2 separate regions of the Zea mays genome follow, and region 1 is linked to region 2. A link is a contact called in public Hi-C data. All regions are on one chromosome and are shown on one strand. The core of a region is the stretch at or near the end of the contact, and the rest is flanking DNA. Distances in the headings are between cores, read along the strand shown. Region 1 holds the start of LOC100192639. Region 2 holds the start of LOC100192480.

Evidence for each region. A called contact is a pair of places that touch in the nucleus more often than the background predicts.
Region 1: a contact with region 2 is called in a Hi-C map of root tip, with 8 times the contacts expected there. The contact joins the promoter of LOC100192639 here to the promoter of LOC100192480 in region 2. A contact is called at or near these places in 4 of 25 Hi-C or Micro-C datasets (ear, endosperm, root tip and 1 more).

Annotation. Positions count from the first base shown.
Region 1 is chr7:137,409,724-137,412,648 of Zm-B73-REFERENCE-NAM-5.0, forward strand. It overlaps LOC100192639, which reads left to right and starts at 1,307. Exons shown (of 12, transcript NM_001137853.1): 1 at 1,307-1,486; 2 at 1,608-1,669; 3 at 2,021-2,089; 4 at 2,231-2,312; 5 at 2,716-2,786. The coding sequence starts at 1,432. It overlaps LOC100281751, which reads right to left and starts at 1,151. Exons shown (of 6, transcript NM_001154671.1): 1 at 511-1,151. The coding sequence starts at 909.
Region 2 is chr7:136,988,990-136,991,699 of Zm-B73-REFERENCE-NAM-5.0, forward strand. LOC100192480 reads left to right here and starts at 1,427. Exons shown (of 21, transcript NM_001137700.2): 1 at 1,427-1,747.

The sequences.
Region 1 (2,925 bases), core at 57-2,556, 420 kb after region 2:
GTAGGTCGGCCTTATCTGTATCTTGGGGTCCTTTTGGACCTTTTACTTCTTCTTAATATATTTTCGCGCAGCTCTCTTGCGCTTTCGAGAAAAATAGAGTGTTTATATTAATCCCATTTTAAATATAGTAATAGGTGTGAATTAGCACCCACTTCTAAGATAATTGATTCTACTTCTGACATCTGACAGAAAATAGATATTCCAAAATTCAAGTGTCGCGCGATCAGTCTATACTTAATAGCATAAAAGATGCGTATATCTCCTACTCAGTATATTAAAAAAACGGGCAGTATCTTATGATTCAATTAACAGCCACCAATCAGCAAGCCACGCCTTGGGGAACATAACTGATGGAATATCGAATATCAACCAAACAGGACTGTTTTGCATCTAACCATGTTCCACCTAAAATAGCAATCATAGTTGGATTTTGATTGGATCGATGCATCATTGCTTAATTGCACGGTTGCACTAATATGACTGCACAGTATATGTTCCCCTCATTTATACCTGGACCGAAGCATTCCCGCTGTCGGATATGGTCACAATCCAGGCGTCATACGAGTAGTTCCACTCCATGGTGAGGTTCGCGCTGGCCAACGAGGCGGCCACGACAACACCCGCGTCCCCCACAGCGACGGTGGAGTTGGTGACGGCGAGGCCGTGGAGCACAATCCCGGATGCGGCCATGCGGACGGTGCCCACGAGGGGTATGCTCATGGTCCTCTCGATGTCCGGCACGTTCATGGGCGTGAGGGTCGCAACGGCATGGGATACGAGCAGGTCCTTGGCGAAGTCGAGGCCCGACTGCGAGATGATGGCGGAGATGTGTGACGACGCGACCGCGGGGGAGGAGGTAGTGAACAGCTGGAGGGTGACGAGAAGGGGGATGAGGAGAGGGGTGCCCATGGCGGTGAGGAGGTTAGCCACTAGCTTCAGGGAGATGGTGGCTGAAGTGGCCAAGTGGGAGTGGCGTAAGGGGGACGAAAGCAAGCGCTGCGGCGGCACGAGGTGTCGAGGTGTCGAGCTCGCGGCGGTGACGCCGAGCTCCCGGCGGCTTTGAATGGTCGCTTCTCCTGGGGGAGACGTGGAGTGGGGTTGGTTTCGACTTTCGACATTGCTGACGTGGCTGTGGCTAGGCCGCAGCCCGCAGCGGCATTTCTCGAGTCACAACTCACAAATACTACTACTCACCTCTTCACTGACACGTGGTCCCATTTCACAACTGGTTCACCCTGTTTGTTTGTGACACACGAAATTCTCAGGTCCCGGTCCCGGGTCCAGGCACCCTTCTCGCTCGGTTGCTCGGGAGCTTTCCCCTTCCTGTTCCTGAAGCTTCCGACATCCGACCGCCTCCTCCTCCTCGTTCTACTCGCCGCCCCTTCTAGAATCATCCAGAGGCGTGCCGGTGAAGCGCGAGAGCGGTGAGGCATGGCGATGCAGACGGGGGTCGCGACCTCCAAGGTCCTCATCCTCGTCGGTGCAGGTCCTCTTCTCATCACCGCCATCGACCTCTCGCCCCCATCAAATCTCTCTCGGATTTGATGCTATTTTCCCCAATCGGCTGTTGTTTCGACACCTTACGTGGTGAAATGGTGTCCTCGCAGGGATGACGGGCTCGATCCTGCTGCGGAATGGCCGCTTATCTGATGTGTTGGGAGAACTCCAGGTCGGTATACCCCCCACACCCAACCCCGAAAAAAATATGTTCATTTTGATTACACGCACTTTCATACGGTTTGGATAGTTGAGCGTTGTCAGATAGCTGATACCTGATATTTTTTGAATGACTTGGCGATGGGGTACTAGAAGCGTTGATTCTGTCTATATGTGGATGTGATTAACACCATGTGATAAAATTACATCAACGCCCAATTGGCACTCGGAAGTTTTGCGTACCATAACTTATGCTTCACTAGTTAGTGATTCCTGATACATATCATACAGATTTTGATGGTATGCTCTGAAACTTCCTAGTAAATGTTTATTTAAGGCAATGATGTACCTTTTGTGTTTCTAGGAGATTATGAAGGGTGTAAATCAAGGAACTTCTTCGGGTCCCTATGACATTGCACTTATTCAAGCTCAGGTATGCTCTTCCTCATATGGAATACATCTTACATCTCACTATCTCAGTGTCAGCATCTGCTTAGAAGTTTCTCTTGCTTCTTTCCATCTCGGTAAAATTATTCATTTCTACTTAACTTTGCATGCTCGTGCTTGATATTAGATTCGGAATTTAGCGCAAGAAGTCAGAGATTTGACATTGTCAAAGCCCATTACCATACTGAATGGCAAATCTGACTCGGGAGGTCTGTATCGTTTCACTGTGTACTCGTTCTGTTTGCATGATGCACTTAATGTGTACAAATTACCATTTCATGCAAATCTTTAGCTTCAGTTCAGATAGTTCTTCTATGGATGTTCGTGCTCACAGAAGATTAAATAAACAGTTCCTTAAGCCCCTGCAAGCTTATGTACACTTCTAAACCATCTACATCTGAAAGGAGATCACCCGCATAGTAGTTCTGCTAAAAACTCTTGAAATCATGTTCAGTGCTGAAGTTAGCAATGAGTGATAGATGATGCCCGATTATTATGGAATTGCATACATGTTGATTCTTAGCTTGTAGAGTTTACTATAAAGTGGGTAAATGCTATTGGTGTATTCGGGTTTTATATTATTTTACCAGTTATTTGCTTGTTCCTTCTCAGGCAGTTTATCATCCTACATACTGCCAGCAGCAGCAGTTGGAGCAATGGGTTATTGCTACATGTGGTGGAAGGTAAAATGCAAAATCTATGTCCTTGATTAGTTGATTGTGAATTTTCTTTATTCTCTACTCCTTTTGTCCACTAGTTGTCTGTGTTTTTTAGCTTCAAGTTAACATTTATTGAGTTAGTAAATGAATAAAAGAAAGTAAA
Region 2 (2,710 bases), core at 177-2,676:
AGCACTGGTGCATGTGGCTTCTGGCCTATGCAGGTTCCACTGCCCCATCCGAGCATGCAGCTCCTTCAACGGAAAGAGAAGGACGCCGCTATGCATGGCTTTTTTTCGCTATGGCAACAGGTGGAGGGAGATGTGCGCCATCTTTTATGCACATTACCGTGTGCATGCATGCATGCAAATTTGCATTCTAGCAGCCACAGTGGTCCGGTACTTTTTTTCGCGGCGAGCTGTTACTGTATGCGGCTTGCCCAGGAATCTCGCGAGAAACACGGATGGCTCAACTGTATCCCGTTGACGATCCCTTGGGAACTGGATCTGGACTGTAGCACGAGCACTCAGCTTTTGTCCTACGAGCTCTCTCTCTATGATTCAAGAACTCTAGGGTAGAAACACTTGTCGTAGAAATTGTTTGCATGAGTTTTATCCAATCAAATCCATATGCCATTTGTTAATGCGGGTGCATGCAAGTGCTAGTACATGGAGCCGAGGTAGTAGAGAGTAAACTCATATACAGCTTCATATCCAATCTATAAATTTCATACCATGTTAGAGAGTAAACTCATATACAGTTTCATATCCAATTTATAAATTTCATACCATGTTTCTTGATTCAGCGAACGAAAACAAAGTCTGTCGTGTAGGACAGTTCGGCTAGACCGGGGACCTACCGGCTTGATGGAGAGTCGGTGCAGATCGGCTTCGCAGTAACGTCGAGGTAGAGCGTGCTGATAACGTATTGAGAACTACGTTACCACGGATCACCAGATCCGCTCCCTTCCTTCTCGCCAGCAGTAGAGGCGTAAGAAGCTGTAGAGAATCCGTCTCCCTTTCCATAAGCACGACAGAGAAAACACATGAAACAAGATATAGGGTTGAGCCTCTGGCCTCTTTCTGATCTCTGTATTATGAGATGGTGTACAGGTTCCTTATATAGAGATGTGAGACCCCTCATGAACGAAGCAAATATTTACACATATAACCCTAACTAAGGTTACTTAATAAATTATACATGTGAGTCATATCCTGCATGGGTCGATACAAAATAACATATTTTGATGCTATAAACCTACATCCATTTATAAACTCAAAATTATTGTATCTAACTAGTACTCCCTCCGTCCCAAGATATAAGGCGTAACCACTTTTTATTCTTGTCCCACAATATAAGGCGTGCTCTCTCTATACATACGTATATCGATGCAGTGGTCTAGAGACAATTAAATGCATTTCTTGGTCTTTGAACCAGAGGTGGTTACGCCTTATATACTGAGACGGAGGGAGTAACTAGTTAGCATGGTGAGCATGCGCATGGATGTACATCCATCCAATCAGGCTGATTGTGGAGGCCCACATCCAAGTCCTAAATCAAGTCCGTTGGACCAGAAGAGAACGCACCCATGATCATCCCGTCTCCCCTCCACTCGTCTCTCCGTTCGGCCGTGTCCAGTCTCCAGTCCGCAACGGAAGGAGAGGAGGCGTCGAGGGAAAATCGCGCCAACCGGGCCGAACGAATCGTCGGAAGGCCGGGGAGGAGGTCTAGAAGGTGTGGGAATGGCGACGGGGCTTGCCTTGGCGGCGGCGCCTCATGTTGCTTCGGTCACGGGATCGGGGACAGTGGAGGAGCAGGCGGCGGGGGTCGGCATCTTGCTTCAGATATCAATGCTCGTGCTCTCGTTCGTGCTCGGGCATATCCTGCGCCGCCGAAAGTTCTACTACATCCCCGAGGCCAGCGGCTCACTCCTGATCGGTCCGTACGCGTACCCCGTCCGCCATCTTGATCCTCGTAGTTTTGTCTGCTAGAATATTGAGACGCCGATCAGCAAATTCGGTCGGAGCTGTGGATTCTATAATTCAAGTCATCGGGGGATGGTAAGCTAAAGGTGCCGGATAAGTTGGGGTTTGGGGATGTTGAGTCCGGCTATGACAAATGCGAGCTGCGACGTGACGCGTTCGGCCAAATCAAATGTTCAACTGGCATAAGAGACTTCAGTTTTCTTTTATTTGAGAGAGAGGACTGAGGATATGAGAGTGTTTTTAAGGGGTCCTTGGGTTCGATGAAAAAAAAGCACCATACTGTATGGTTTCATGTTTCTGATTCTATTATCATGGCGTGTCAATAGCTATAATTTGTCCGTGCTTTTGGAGGAGAGCAAACGAGCCTGCACCTTGGCATTTTTCACTTAATTATAAGCATGCTTGTTATCCTGATCAGCTATCTTGTTGCTGCTAGAAACTGATTTAGTTTTTATGACAAGTGAGGGTTTAAGATGAAATGTGACATTTGGATGGATTGTCATATAACTAATGGCCCGTTTAGTTTCTTTAGTCAAGTACTAAAGTTAGTTAGGGGAATAAAATTTAGTCTCTATCCTGTTTGGTTGTAGGGATTAAAAGTATTCAAAACGAATTAAATAAACCATAAGAGGACCAAAATACCCCTTAGCATTCTCTTGTCATTAGTGCAAATAAAGTAAAGGAGGGGCAAAAGGTGAAATTAATATGATTTAATTTCTTTTAGTCACCTCTTAAGAGACTAGAGACTAAAACAATTTAGTCTCTGTTTTAGTCCCACCGTTTGACAATTTAGGGACTAAATGACACTAAAATGGAGGGACTAATCTTTAGTCCCTCAAACCAAACGGGGCCTAAGACTATCTATTTTCTATCTACTAACATTAATAATAGAACCTCTAGTAAGATGAGTCACTTT